Regions from separate parts of the Sus scrofa genome. Here regions 2 and 3 are each linked to region 1. A link is a contact called in public HiChIP or PLAC-seq data. All regions are on one chromosome and are shown on one strand. Each heading gives the region's core, a stretch centred on a gene start, on an enhancer-like site or on the middle of the called end of the contact. The rest is flanking DNA. Distances are from core to core; before and after follow the strand shown. Region 1 holds the start of LRRC25 (leucine-rich repeat-containing protein 25). Region 2 holds the start of ISYNA1 (a long non-coding RNA gene). Region 3 has its middle 31 kb from the start of GDF15.

Region 1 (4,121 bases), core at 831-3,330:
CACACTTTTGAATTTTTGCCAATCTGATAGGTGGAATCAAACAGTATCTCAGAGTTTTTGTGCTTTGCCATTTTCTTTTTCTTTCTTTTTTTTTTTTTTTTTTGTCTTTTTGCTATTTCTTGGGCCGCTCCCACGGCATATGGAGGTTCCCAGGCTAGGGGTCCAATCGGAGCTGTAGTCTCTGGCCTACACCAGAGCCACAGCAACGCGAGATCCGAGCTGCGTCTGCAACCTACACCACAGCTCACGGCAACACCGGATCCTTAACCCACTGAGCAAGCGCAGGGACCGAACCCGCAACCTCATGGTTCCTAGTCGGATTCGTTAACCACTGCGCCACGACGGGAACTCCTGCCATTTTCTTACTGGGGGTGAGATAAGTTTCTTTGGGTTGTTGAAGGACAATTTGCAGCCCTTTCCCAAAGTCTCGGTTCAAAAACCTTTGACCATTCCTCTGAGCTTTGAGATGGAAAGGGGCAGAGACTGAAGAGAGGGGAAAGCGTAGGAGAGTAGACTCCAGCCTCTCAGAGTCCAAGAGAAGGCTTATACCCTTTGCCCCATTTTGCAGATGTGGAAACTGAGGTACAGAGCAGTTAAGTTCAACAAGCCAGGGGCTAAAAAGGATTTGAAGCCGCTCTGCCTGAAGCCAGGACCCGGTGAGGTGGAGACCCTCTCTCAGCCCACCCCAATCCATTACCTCCTCACTCTCTCTTTTGCCGCTATCCCTTAGGTCCTACTCAGGCCCCCTCTCTGGCCTCCTTGCAAGGTTCTGCACCTCCAGACCCCAGGCTCACTCCAGTAGAATCTTTTGACTCAGTGCTCACAAGCTGCTCTGGCCCTGGGAATACAGCCCCATTCCTGAGCATGGCTTTGGTGGCTTGTGCTGCCTGTCCCCCTGCTCATGTCACCAGTTCCTCCATTTAGCCGCTCCACTCCTAACTATACTGTCACAGCCGGCCATGCTTTCTCTTCTCTCTGGAATCTTCAATGCATTCGTTTCTGCTGCCACTGCTATTTATATTCCAAGCTCCAGACTCAATGTCCCCTCACACAGGGTGCCCTCCTCATATCTCCCTGCAGCCTGGAAGCATGAATATATGTTAGGAGAGCTCTGACTTGCGGGGGATGCTAGGAGCTTGGGGAGTCAAAGGCAGGTTTTAGGAATCCTTGGCAAACTCCCATTCATGTGCTGAAGCCCCAGTTCTTCTTCTTCTTCTTCTTCTTTTTTTTTTTTTTTTTTTTTTTGTCTTTTTTTGTCTTTTCTAGGGCCGCACCCGGGCATACGGAGGTTTCCAGGCTAGGGGTCTAATTGGAGCTGCAGCTGCTGGCCTATACCATAGCCACAGCAATGCAGGATCCGAGCTGCGTCTGCAACCTACACCACAGCTCATGGCAACGCCAGATCCCCAACCCACTGGGCAAGGCCAGGGATCGAACCTGCAACCTCATGGTTCCTAGTCAGATTCGTTAACCACTGAGCAACGACGGGAACTCCTGAAGCCCCAATTCTAATGCCTCCTCTAGGAAGTCTTCCAGCACCCTGTCCCTCCTTCTGGCCCTGACCTGACTCCACCAGCCTGGGGGTGTCTTTGTCCAGTTCTGTCTTCTCCCAAGACTGGATATTCCTGGAACAAATGGCCAGGGCTGAAGCCTCTTAGGGACTTAGCATGGATGATGTTTGTGGGGTTTTTGGTTGTCTTTTTTTTTTTTTAATGGCAGGAATAGAGCATCTGAGCCGCTTCTGTGCCCTACACCACAGCTACGGCAATGCCTGGATCCTTAACCCACTGAGCAAGGCCAGAGACGGAACATGGGTCCTCATGGATGCTAGTAAATTTGTTACTGCTGAGCCATGACAGGAACTCCTGAGTGATGTTTGTTGAATGAATATATGAATGCAACTCATTGTGAAGTAAGTTGATGGGGTAGAAGTTAGTTGGGGCGTTAATGGGGGCCATGTAGTCACTGAGGGCCAGCAAGAGGGAAGTAGGCTGCCCCTCCCCCTCTCGTGAGAATTCTGGTCCTAGAGGCCTGGGGAGGGGGAACGGGGAGGAGGCCTATGGGGCTCGGTGTCTTCTTCATTTTTCTTCTCTGCACTCCACCCGGGCACCAGTTCCTCTTCCCCCTGAGTTGCTGGTTGCAGAGCTTGAGGAACGCCAGAGACCCTAGCGGATCCAGATCCCCGAAGGGTCCGTCGCTCTGGCCCCTGTGTCCAGGTGAGCCACGACGCAGCCCCTCCGCGCCAGAGACTTCCAGCCCGGTCGAGGCAAAGCCGTGCCAGTGGAACTAGAAAGGTAGGACGGAGGCACTAGAACTTGGAACTGCTCAGGAGCGGCAAGCCAAAGCCGGGGGGCCCTTTCAGGCCCCGCTCATGACTCCCTCCCAGCCGCCTGTCGTTCAGGAAGAAAGGCAGAGGGGCGGGGCCGTTTCCAGGGCAACCAATCTTTTTTTTTTTTTTTTTCCCCTGCTTTGCAGGGCTGCACCTGCGCCAGCAACCACTCTTTTTGCATATAGTCCTGTCTGGCCAACAAGGGCTCCCGGAGTGTTGGGGGGCGGGGAGGAAATTGGGCAACTTAGCCCAAAGTGGCTTATCTCAGAGAAGGGGAAGGGGCTGACTGGGCCAGGTCTCCTCCTTGCCTTCTGAGCCCTTGAGGCACCCAGGTTATGTACCCGTTCCCCGGAAGGGGAGACTGAGGCTGGGGGCCAGAGCCAACCAAAGGGGCGTCCAGCGAAGGGCTATGTTTTAACACTTCAGAAGTGGCCTGAGCTGTATATATATATATATATATATATACACACACATAACAGGTGGCGACCACAGGCTGAGGTTAGGCTTTGGATTCTGGTCTCTCTGCCTAGGTTGCTTAAATGGGGGGCTCCCTGGTGTGGGTGCTGTTGTTGCCGCCGCCGCCGTTGCTGCTGCTGCTGCTGCACAATCCAGGCACCCAGGGAACGTCGTGCGTGTCCTCCGGGAACGTGGACTGGACCAGAGAGTTCACGGACACATGCCTGAACTTCAGTGGCCAAAACTTGAGCTGGCTGCCTCAGAACCAGTCTCTGCAGGCCAGAAGTGTGACCATCCTTGACTTGTCTGGAAACCGCCTTCGCAAGCTCCCATCAGTCTTCTTCAGCCACCTGGGAGAGCTGAAGTTCCTGGACGTGACAAACAACCCACTGGAACACGTGGATGGGGCACTGGCCAGACGTTGTCAGCTCACCCTGAAGGCTGATTGCAACTGTGTCCTATTTTCCTGGCACAAGATTCGGCAGGACAACTGTTCTGGCCAGCCGCCTCTGCAGTGCCTAGATAAGACCACTGGTGCCTGGCACAACTTCTCTGCCTTGGAGGAAGGCTGTCCCCCTGGCCTCTCTGCAGGAGCCGTAGGAGCACTGGCAGTTGGTGGAAGCCTGTTTCTCTTGCTTGCCATTGCTGGCCCAGTGTTGGCTTGGAGATTCTGTAGACGTCGGATGGACAGCGGCCGGGGCCTGAGCAAAACGTGGGCTGCTCAGGATGGTTCCAGGTCTGGCTCAGGTCGGCAGCCGAGGTACAGTAGTCGGGCCCTCAACCTTAAGCCCCCAGCAGCTACCCTGACCAGATCTTCCACGTCGGACTATGAGAACATGATCGTGGGCCAGCCAGCTGCCGGGCACCAGTGGGCTGAACACAGGTGAGTAATCCACCCACATCTGCCTGCAAGACTCTGGAGCCAGATGGCCAGGGTTCAATTCCCAGCTCTGCCTCTTACAGGCTATGTGATCTTGGGCAAGTAGTTTGACCTTTCTGGGCCTCGGTTTCTTTATCTGCAAAATGAGGATAATAACAGCCCTCCACCTCATGGAGTTGGGATAAGAATTAAGTGAGTTCCTCTATATGTAAGAAGCCTCCCCCTTCATGACCTGCAAACCCACTTTTCTGACTGCCAAGGACGGCAAGTGTTCAAGGCAGAGTATGGGCTCTGTGGTAGCCGTTAGCAGCCTGGGCTCCAATCTCCCATGACCCAGGGTTGTCTCTGAACCTCAGTTTCTGTCTCCGTAAAATGGGACAGCATCTCCATCTCTCTTTGACATAAAGGAGATGCTAAGAAAGCCACCTGCCTCTCTCTACCGCCACAAAGCTCTGC
Region 2 (4,345 bases), core at 1,499-3,998, 38 kb before region 1:
ACACGGGGCAAAGAGCTGTGACTGATGAAAAGAGCAAGTAAGGGCACTATGTGATCATTCCTCCCAGGCTGCATGCTGGTGTTCGGGGGGGGAGCCCTTGTGCCCTCTATGGGGACAAGGACCCCAAGGCCCAGTGGAGCCCCACAGGCCCCAGGACACCAGCTAGGATGGCCGTCCTTGCCCCTTGTTCCAGGTGAGGAGCTGAAGGCAGGGGGGCAGGTTCTAGCCTCCAGGGACACGGTGGGTGGGTGGGGGATGTTTATTTTAGGAAGGAAAAACAAAGAATAAGACCGGGATTAAAGGGGTCCAGGGGTCAGGGACTGTGGGCCTTAGCCTCTCTGGTGGCTCTGCTGGCCAACGGCCTTGGCCTGAGTTCTGAGGCGGCCCAGGAATCTGAGGGGTGCGGGAGGGGCGGTCAGGCAGTTCTCTGTGGGGCAGAATGTACCCTGCTCCCCGGGCGGCCTGGCCACGCCGTTCTAAAGGGATTAACATCTCTGTCCCCACACTCCGGGGCCCAGGGCTGACACCTGCCTCCTTCAGCCTTGTCACGCCTCAGACTCACCCCTGTTCACCCTCCTCCCCCAGCCTTCCGCCAGGCTCCCCCACAGCCCCCACTGCCCAGCGACACTGTGGCTACAGGCGGTTCCCTGATCATCCTTCCTGTGCCAAGGACACCCAAGTCCAGTCCCGTAGGGCCCCAGAAGGGTTTTCTCACTCTCATGACCTGTGCCACCGTGGCCAAAGGTTTGGGGGTTGCCCACCAGCCCCTGCCAATTGCTGGACAATGTCTTCCTCCTGCCAGCACCTAGATGCTGCAACTTCCGTGCACGGGGCGCTGGCACTCAGCAGTGATGGAAACAGCTCTGCCCCTGCCCTCAGGAGCCTGCGGTCTGGTGGGAATGGGGTCCTCAGTCGTTCACTGCTCACCCCCAGGCAGCACACTCAGTCCCTGTCACACACCCAGACTGTCCCTGCAGTTCTCCTTACAGCTCCAACCAACTGCTTGGAATAGAAGCAGTCAGAAGCCACATCCCCTGCAGCTGCCCCTCCAGGAGCCTGCCTGGGGCCACTCTGCCCCACTACCCTCCTGCCAGCACCTCCCCCAGGCTGCCCTGTGAATGCTGGGGTTCTTCAGGGCTGGGTCTTTGGGGACCTTTCTGTACACATTCCTGTGATGTCACACATGGCCTGGAGGCACAAGCTCCCTCCAATTCTCCAGCACCAACTGGACATCCAACAGTTCCATTCCCATGTCAGGCATCTGGCCCCACAGGTTGAGGGACTCAGCCCTCACTTCAGATGCCAGCCTCAAGTCCCTGGCCACTCATATGTCTGACCAAACAACCCTCTGTAAATCCATCCCTTTCAGCCCCCTCAGAGGTTTAGTGATTTGCTAGAATGGCCCGAGGTGCTCAGGGAAGCACTTGAAGTAAATGCAGAGGGCAGGGTGTGGGGAATGGCGCGGGGCTGCCACAACTTCTCCCAGAACCTCCATGGGTTCACCAGAACCTCACTGTTAAGGGTTGTTACAGAGGTAATGGAACCTAATGGATTGTAGGTATGATTGAATAAATCACCGGCCATTGGCAACTGAACTCAATCTCCAGCCAGGAACAGGGGGACAAAACCCAAATATTTATTATACTGTCTTTCCTGTCCCCAGCCCTGAAGGTCTACCCTGGTCCCCAGACTGCCTCCTTCCCCCTTGCGCTCAGTCCCTTTTCATCTGCCCCTGAAACCACGCCCCCAGGTTTTTGCCTGGGCAGTCCTTCACATTTTTGATGTCTTCAGATCTCAAGATCCCTCACCGCGCCACATCCTCCAGGCAGTCTGCCCTGCCCAGCGCTGCCTGTTAGGTCCCTCTGGCTGGGAGTGACCCAGTCCACTTCTGACTCCCCCTCACTGGAGCCCCTGGAGGGCAAAACCTGGACCGGTTTTAGAACCCCCACCTTCCAAGGCCAGGCCCTGACCAAGTTTCCTGCAAATGTTCCCAACTATCCACCTTTTGGGTCAGCTCCAGTGGTGGAAACTTTCCAGCCGGAGGAGGCCGCTTGTTTTGGAAAGTTCCTGGGGGAGCCGCCCCCGCCCGCCTGCCGGGTTCCCACGCTCCTTTATCGCTGTGCTCTTAGGGGGGCTTAGTGCTGTGCTGGCCTAGCTCCTCCCCAGCGGGCCGCCTCTGCTCTGCCCATCCCATCCCCTCCCCTCCTCTCCCCTCCCCTCCTCTCGCCAACAGTCTCTCCCCCGCCCCCACTCCAGCCTGGCCCAATCAAGCCCTCCTGCTACAGGTGGGGAAACTGAGGACTCGCAGCCACCACCCCATCCACGTGAACCCTGTGGCGGGGGTGGGGGTGGGGGGTTGATATCTGGAGGGTGCTGCTGTTCTGGAAGGGGTAGGGGGAGGAGGCAGCCTGGGCTGGAGGAGCGTCTGGCTTCGAAGTCTTAATCCCGGTTTAGTGTCTCGTGCCTCGGTTTCTCCAGATAACCCCGCAGAGGCCCAGCCTCCTTGCCTGGCTCCACCTCCTGCCTTGTGGCTGGGGCCTGCGCTCACTTACATCCATATGATTCTCTTTTGTAATATGAGGGGAAGCTGCCGCCGGCTCAACCCGCGATGCGAAGTGAATCACGCGCGCCGAGCTCGGGCCGGGGGTCTGCGGCCCATATGATTGTCCGGCCGCGCAGGACAGTTTAGGGGACCAGATTAACACGGGGGCTCGGGGCAGAAGGGCCTCGAACCCGAATCCAAGGCCTGTGTGCACCGTCCAGGCCGCGAGCGCCCCTCCTCCGCGGCGTGGGCGGAGCGAGGGGGCGGAGCGGGGTGGAGCCACCGCTCTTTTCTCTCGAGTTCGCGCGCCCCGAGCCCTAGCCGTCCGCTGCAGTTCCAGCCGACTCTGCGCCGGTAAGTGCGGCCCCGGGAGGGGTGCAGACTCCCCAGGGACCGAAGTCGGCTTGGCCCAGCCAACTCTCGGGTCCCCGCTGACTTCCTGCCCACCCCGCGCCCCCAGCTCACCACGATGGAGGCCGCAACCGAGTTCGTGGTGGAGAGCCCCGACGTGGTCTACAGCCCCGAGGCTATCGAGGCGAAGTACGAGTACAGGACGACGTGCGTCAGCCGCGAGGCTGGCGTCCTCAAAGTAGGCGAGGGACCGGGCTGGCCGTGAGGCTAGGGGGAACCAGGGAGCCGAGACCAAGCGGGAATTGCCCAACGTCTGCGATCTCCGCCCTGCGATGAGGGGGGAGGGGCCTGTGGTCCCCGACTCACCGCACCGCCTGTCCCCAGGTGCATCCCACGTCCACGCGCTTCACTTTCCGGACCGCCCGGCAGGTGCCCCGGCTGGGGGTCATGCTCGTCGGCTGGGGCGGGAACAACGGCTCCACGCTGACCGCTGCCGTGCTGGCCAACCGACTGCGCCTGTCCTGGCCTACGCGCACCGGCCGCAAGGTGGGGGAGTCGGGCGGCGCCTGGTAGAACCCAGGGCTCCGCTGGAATCCACGCAGAGGGGGAGGGGCTCTACGGAGGAGTGGGTCTTAAGGGGGCGGGGTTCCTCGCTGCGGGCGGACCCCGGGGCGGGGCTTCCACGGGGCGGGGCGGGCACTCCTCAGGGGGTCTTGTGGGGGCGGAGCCCAAGGTAGGGAGGACTTCGGGTTGGGACCTCCGGAGGGGAAGCAGCTCTTGCCTTGACTTGGAGCAGAGCTGAGGCGCCCGAAAGTAGGGCGGAGCTTGAGTGTGCCGACTCTTGGGCCTCCCCACGCCACGCCCACCCATCTCTCTGCCCTGTCTGCCGCTCCCCAGGAGGCCAACTACTACGGCTCGCTGACACAGGCTGGCACCGTTAGCCTAGGCCTGGACGCCGAGGGCCAGGAGGTGTTCGTGCCCTTCAGCGCGCTGCTGCCCATGGTGGCACCCGACGATCTCGTTTTCGACGGTGGGCGGGGCCCTGGGCCAGGGGTGGGGTGGGAGGCCGGGCCTGTGGGGGTCCAGGATCCCCGCCGAGCTTGAGGGTCCCCGCCCCCCCAGGCTGGGACATATCGTCGCTGAACCTGGCGGAGGCGATGAGGCGCGCGCAGGTACTAGATTGGGAGCTGCAGGAGCAACTGTGGCCGCACATGGAGGCCTTGCGCCCGCGGCCGTCGGTCTACATCCCGGAGTTCATCGCAGCTAACCAGAGTGCGCGCGCTGACAACCTCATCCCGGGCACGCGCGCGCAGCAGGTGCAGCCCCTCCCGGCGCCCCATATCCTCTGCCACTTGTTCTCCCTTGTCATTTGTCCTTTCCCCCACCCCCGCCACCTGTTCTCTTTTGTCCCCATGCTTCCATCCCGAGGGTCCAGGCCCCACTTTGCACTTG
Region 3 (4,287 bases), core at 1,723-4,222, 42 kb after region 1:
GAAGAAGTAAGACTACCTCTATTTACAGATATGACCCTATGTATAGAAAACCCCAAAGAACTCACAAGCAAGCTAGAAAATATTTATATATCATATATCTCATAAGGGGTCCATATCCAAACTATATAAAGAAAAACAAAAGTACATACAACCCAATTAAAAAATGGGTGAAGGGGAGTTCCTGTTGTGGTTCAGTGGTAATGAATCTGACTAGTATCCATGAGGATGTGGGTTTGATCTCTTGCCTCACTCAGGGGGTTAAGGATCTGGTGTTGCCGTGAGCTGTGTTGTAGGTCGCAGATGCGGCTCGGATCTGGCCTTGCTGTGGCTGTGGCTTAGGCCACAGCTACAACTCTGATTTGACCCCTAGCCTGAGAACCTCCATAATGCCATGGGTGTGGCCCTAAAAAGGGCAAAGAATTGGTGTTGGTGGTGGTTTGTTTGAGTTTGTTTTGTTTTGTTTTTGTTTTTGTTTTTTTGCTTTTTAAGGCTATTTTTGTTTGTTTTTTCAAACATATAGAAGTTCCCAGGCTAGGGGTCCAATTGGAGCTTCAGCTGCCAGCCTACCCCTCAGCCACAGCAATGCCAGATCTGATTCCCACCTGCAAGCTACAACACAGCTCACAGAAACACTGGATCCTTAACCCACTGAGTAAGTCCAGGGATTGAACCTGTGTTTTCAAAGACACTAGTCATGTTCATTACCTCTGAGCCATCATGGGAACTCCTTTAGTTTGGGGTTTTTTTTGGCCGTACATATGGAAGCTCCTGGGACAGGGATCAAAGCCACACTATAGCAGAGACCCCGGCCACAGCAATGACAACATGGAATCCTTAACCTGCTAAGCCACCAGGGAACTCCAGAAAAATGAGCAAAGGATTTTTATATCCCAGGCCCTGCTTGTGAGCCTCTCTAGGGGTGAAGAGGAATCTCCGTGATTTTCATTCCCTGACAACTAGATCGAGTTTCTACTTATTGATTGTCCTGGGTTTATCTTCCCTGAGTTGCCTGTTCACACCTGTACTGCATTGAATAGTGTGTCCGAAAATTCATGTCCACCTAGAACCTCAAATTGTGACCTTGAAGGTCTTTGCAAATGTAATTACTTATGTTAAGATGAGGTCGTACTGGGGAGTTCCTGCTGTGGCACAGTGGATTAAGAATTGAAATTGAGGAGCTCCTGTTGTGGTGCAGCGGAAACGAATCCGACTAGGAACCATGAGATTGTGGGTTCCATTCCTGGCCTCACTCAGTGGGTTAAGGATCCGGCGTTGCCGTGAGCTGTGGTGTAGGTCACAGACTCGGCTTAGATCCTTCGTTGCTATGGCTGTGGTGTAGGCCAGCGGCTGTAGCTCTGATTAGACCCCTAGCCTGGGAACCTCCGTATGCTGCGGGTGCGGCCCTAAAAAGAATCCGACTTCAGTGGTTTGGGTTACTGCAGAGGCGAGAGTTTGATCCCTGGCCTGGTACAGTGGGTTGAAAGATCTGTTGTTGCTGCAACTTGGATTTAATCCCTGGCCATGGGTACAGGGATTAAACCTCCATATGACATGGGGGCAGCCAGAAAAAAAGATGAGGTCATACTGGAGTAGGGTGGGCCCTAAATCCAATGACTGATTTCCTTGTAAGAGGCCACACAAAGATAGAAGCCAAGGTTGGAGTGATGTAGCCATAATCGAAGGGACACTAAACAGTGCCAAAAGCCTCCAGAGGCCTGGGACCAATTCTCCTCCACAGCCTTCAGTTCTGCTGACAATTTGATTGGGACTTCTGGCCTCTAGAACTCTGAGAGAATAAATTTCTGCTGTTGTAGACACCCAGTTCATGTCATTGCTATGGCCAAAACAAAGTCGTCTGCCCATCTTTCTTTCTTCTTCTTCTTCCTTTTCTTTTTTTCTGGGGGGGGGGGTCTTTTTAGGGCTACATCTGTGGCATATGCAGGTTCTCAGGCTAGGGGTCCAATCGGAGCTGCAGCTGCCATCCTACACCACAGCCACAGCAACACGGGATCTGAAGCGCACCTGCGACCTACACCACAGCTCACAGCAACGCCGGATCCCCAACCCATTGAGTTTGGCCAGGGATCGAACCACATCCTCATGGATACTAGTTGGATTCATTTCTGCTGTGCCGCAACAGGAACTCCATTTGCCCATATTTCTTTTTTTTCTTTTTTTTTTTTTTTTAGGGCTGCACCCACTGCTTGTGGAAGTTCCCAGGCAAGGGGTGGAATCAGAACTGTAGCTACCGGCCTACACCACAGCCACAGCAACAAGGGATCCGAGCAGTGTCTGCGACTTACACCACAGCTCACGGCAACATCGGATCCTCAACCCACTGAGTGAGGCCAGGAATCAAACCCGCATCCTCATGGCTCCTAGTTGGGTTTGTTAACTACTGAGCCATGAAGGGAACTCCCATTTGCCCATATTTCTGTCTGGTGTTTTTTTCTTCCTTCTAACTTTGGTGGTGTGGGTGTGGGGGTGTCACTTTCCTAAGTCGTGGAGGCTGTTCCTTATCAGTGAAATGCATCACACACACATCTTCTCTCAGTCCCCAGGTTATCTTTTCAAATTCTTTATGGAATTTTGCATGTGTGTGTGGCTGAAAGCTTGAGATTCTGATTGATTCCAATAGACTGTTCCCAAAGGATTCATGTTCTCCTAGCCAAGGGCAGGTTTTCATTCATCAGGCAGTTAGGTCAGGGGCATGGCACCCCTCCCTGATGCTTCTGGGTTGAGGCCTCTGCCAACACCCCCCCAAATCAGCACTGAGGGGTGGGGGAAGGAAGGGGACATCTGACTGTGAGTCATCAGGGCCTGGGCCACAGGGGGAGAGGGACGGAAGTGGTCAGCTCAGGCCCTGGGGCCGGCTGTGTGGGTTCCTGGCTGCAGGGGGTCACCAGGATAGCCCAGCCAGGCAGGAAATGGGTCAGCTGAGACATCAGGCTTGGGGCCCCACGTGCTTGCTCTGAAGCCCGGAACCCTGAGCCCCCACCCCCACCCCTCCTCCGCCCCCCCACACCCTGCTCCAGCGCCCTGGGTTGCATGCCTGCTCTTGCTAACAGTTTCACTGACCACAGTGTGCATTTATGTAACACCTGCTGCGCCCTAGGCTCTGGCTGCGTGTGGACTCGTGGTCCTGCCCAGGAGGTGGGGGTGGGGGGGTGTGATGTCAGCTCTCTGTTACAGGGGGAAACCGAGACCTGGAACAGGCAGCCCTGTGCAGGGCTCTCACAGCATGGGGTCCCAGCCACCCAGCATCCCAAAGCCTCCTTTCTGGTTGGTTGGGGCTCTCTCTGCCTCTCCATGTCCTCACCCTAAACACAGCAGCTTGGAAGAGAAAGTGGCTGGAAGTTACCGCATTTTCTCTTTGCCTCCCTCAGTCCCCAAACCCTCTCTTCCTCATCCTCTCTGCATTTCTGTTTTTCAGTTTCTTACCCTCTCCTCCCATGAGCACAACGCAGTGTGTACGTGTTGGGGGGGGCCGCCTGAACCCGCCCCTCCTTTCTTCTGGGGGACCAGGACATGCCTGGGCAGGTCTGGGCAGTGCCCAGAGGCAAGCTGCCAGGGCAGGAAGGAGCAGTTAGGAAAGTTGAAGAAGGTGTGGGATTTCCGGTGCAGTACTTTGCCCTTCTTACCACTACCCAGTTCTGTTACATACAAACTGTCCCAAAATGACCTCAACATCTTCCCCAAAACTTGGGGTTTTGAGGGATGCCTAGGAACTCTCTAGGTGTTAATGGGAGACGAGAGACTTCCAGGTAGAAAAGGAAACTTGAGATCAGCAGACACAAGGGAACAGGGGTTCAGATGTTCAGCAAAGGAGTCTGGTTTTCTCCTGGGGGCCAAGGGGAACCGCCGAGGGTGTGAAAGGTGGGAAGGGGCTCAGGCAGATTCTTGGAACAGGATGGACTAGAAGGGCAAGAATGGTATCTGAGACCTTCACCTTTCTTTTTTTTTTAATTTTTAAAAATTTTTAATTTTTTGTCTTTACGGGGCACACCTGCAGCATATGGAGGTTCCCAGGCTAGGGGTCTAATCAGAGCTGTAGCCACCAGCCTACACCACAGCCACAGCTACGCCAGATCCGAGCCACGTCTGTGACCTACACCACAGCTCACAGCAACGCTGGATCCCTGACCCACTGAGCAAGGCCGGGGATCGAACCCGCAACCTCATGGTTCCCAGTCAGATTCATTTCCACTGCGCCTCGGAGTTCCCATTGTGGCTCAGTGGGTTAAGAACACAACTAGTATCCATGAGGACACAGGCTCAATCCCTGGC

Evidence for each region. HiChIP or PLAC-seq counts read pairs in DNA pulled down with a chosen protein or histone mark.
Region 2: a contact with region 1 is called in an H3K27ac HiChIP or PLAC-seq map of alveolar macrophages. The contact joins the promoter of ISYNA1 here to the promoter of LRRC25 in region 1. A contact is called at or near these places in 4 of 47 Hi-C or Micro-C datasets (embryonic fibroblasts, heart right ventricle, liver and 1 more) and 1 of 2 datasets of contacts at active chromatin or transcription factors (alveolar macrophages).
Region 3: an H3K27ac HiChIP or PLAC-seq map of alveolar macrophages shows a contact between it and region 1. The contact joins the enhancer-like site here to the promoter of LRRC25 in region 1. A contact is called at or near these places in 1 of 5 promoter capture datasets (liver), 12 of 47 Hi-C or Micro-C datasets (adipose tissue, alveolar macrophages, embryonic fibroblasts and 6 more) and 2 of 2 datasets of contacts at active chromatin or transcription factors (alveolar macrophages and skeletal muscle).

Annotation. Positions count from the first base shown.
Region 1 is chr2:59,399,132-59,403,252 of Sscrofa11.1, forward strand. It overlaps LRRC25 (leucine-rich repeat-containing protein 25), which reads left to right and starts at 2,081. Exons shown (of 3, transcript XM_021083527.1): 1 at 2,081-2,294; 2 at 2,860-3,668. The coding sequence starts at 2,869.
Region 2 is chr2:59,360,924-59,365,268 of Sscrofa11.1, forward strand. It overlaps ISYNA1 (a long non-coding RNA gene), which reads left to right and starts at 2,749. Exons shown (of 11, transcript XR_002341592.1): 1 at 2,749-2,896; 2 at 3,003-3,131; 3 at 3,278-3,439; 4 at 3,791-3,923; 5 at 4,016-4,209.
Region 3 is chr2:59,440,684-59,444,970 of Sscrofa11.1, forward strand. No RefSeq gene overlaps it. Among named protein-coding and RNA genes, the nearest start is that of GDF15, 31 kb to the left of the region's middle. Within about 2 kb of position 2,973, at least 25 of the 83 cell types and tissues checked have an H3K27ac peak or open chromatin away from gene starts, as enhancers often do. A contact at or near this core is called in adipose tissue, alveolar macrophages, liver and 2 more, where this site is marked.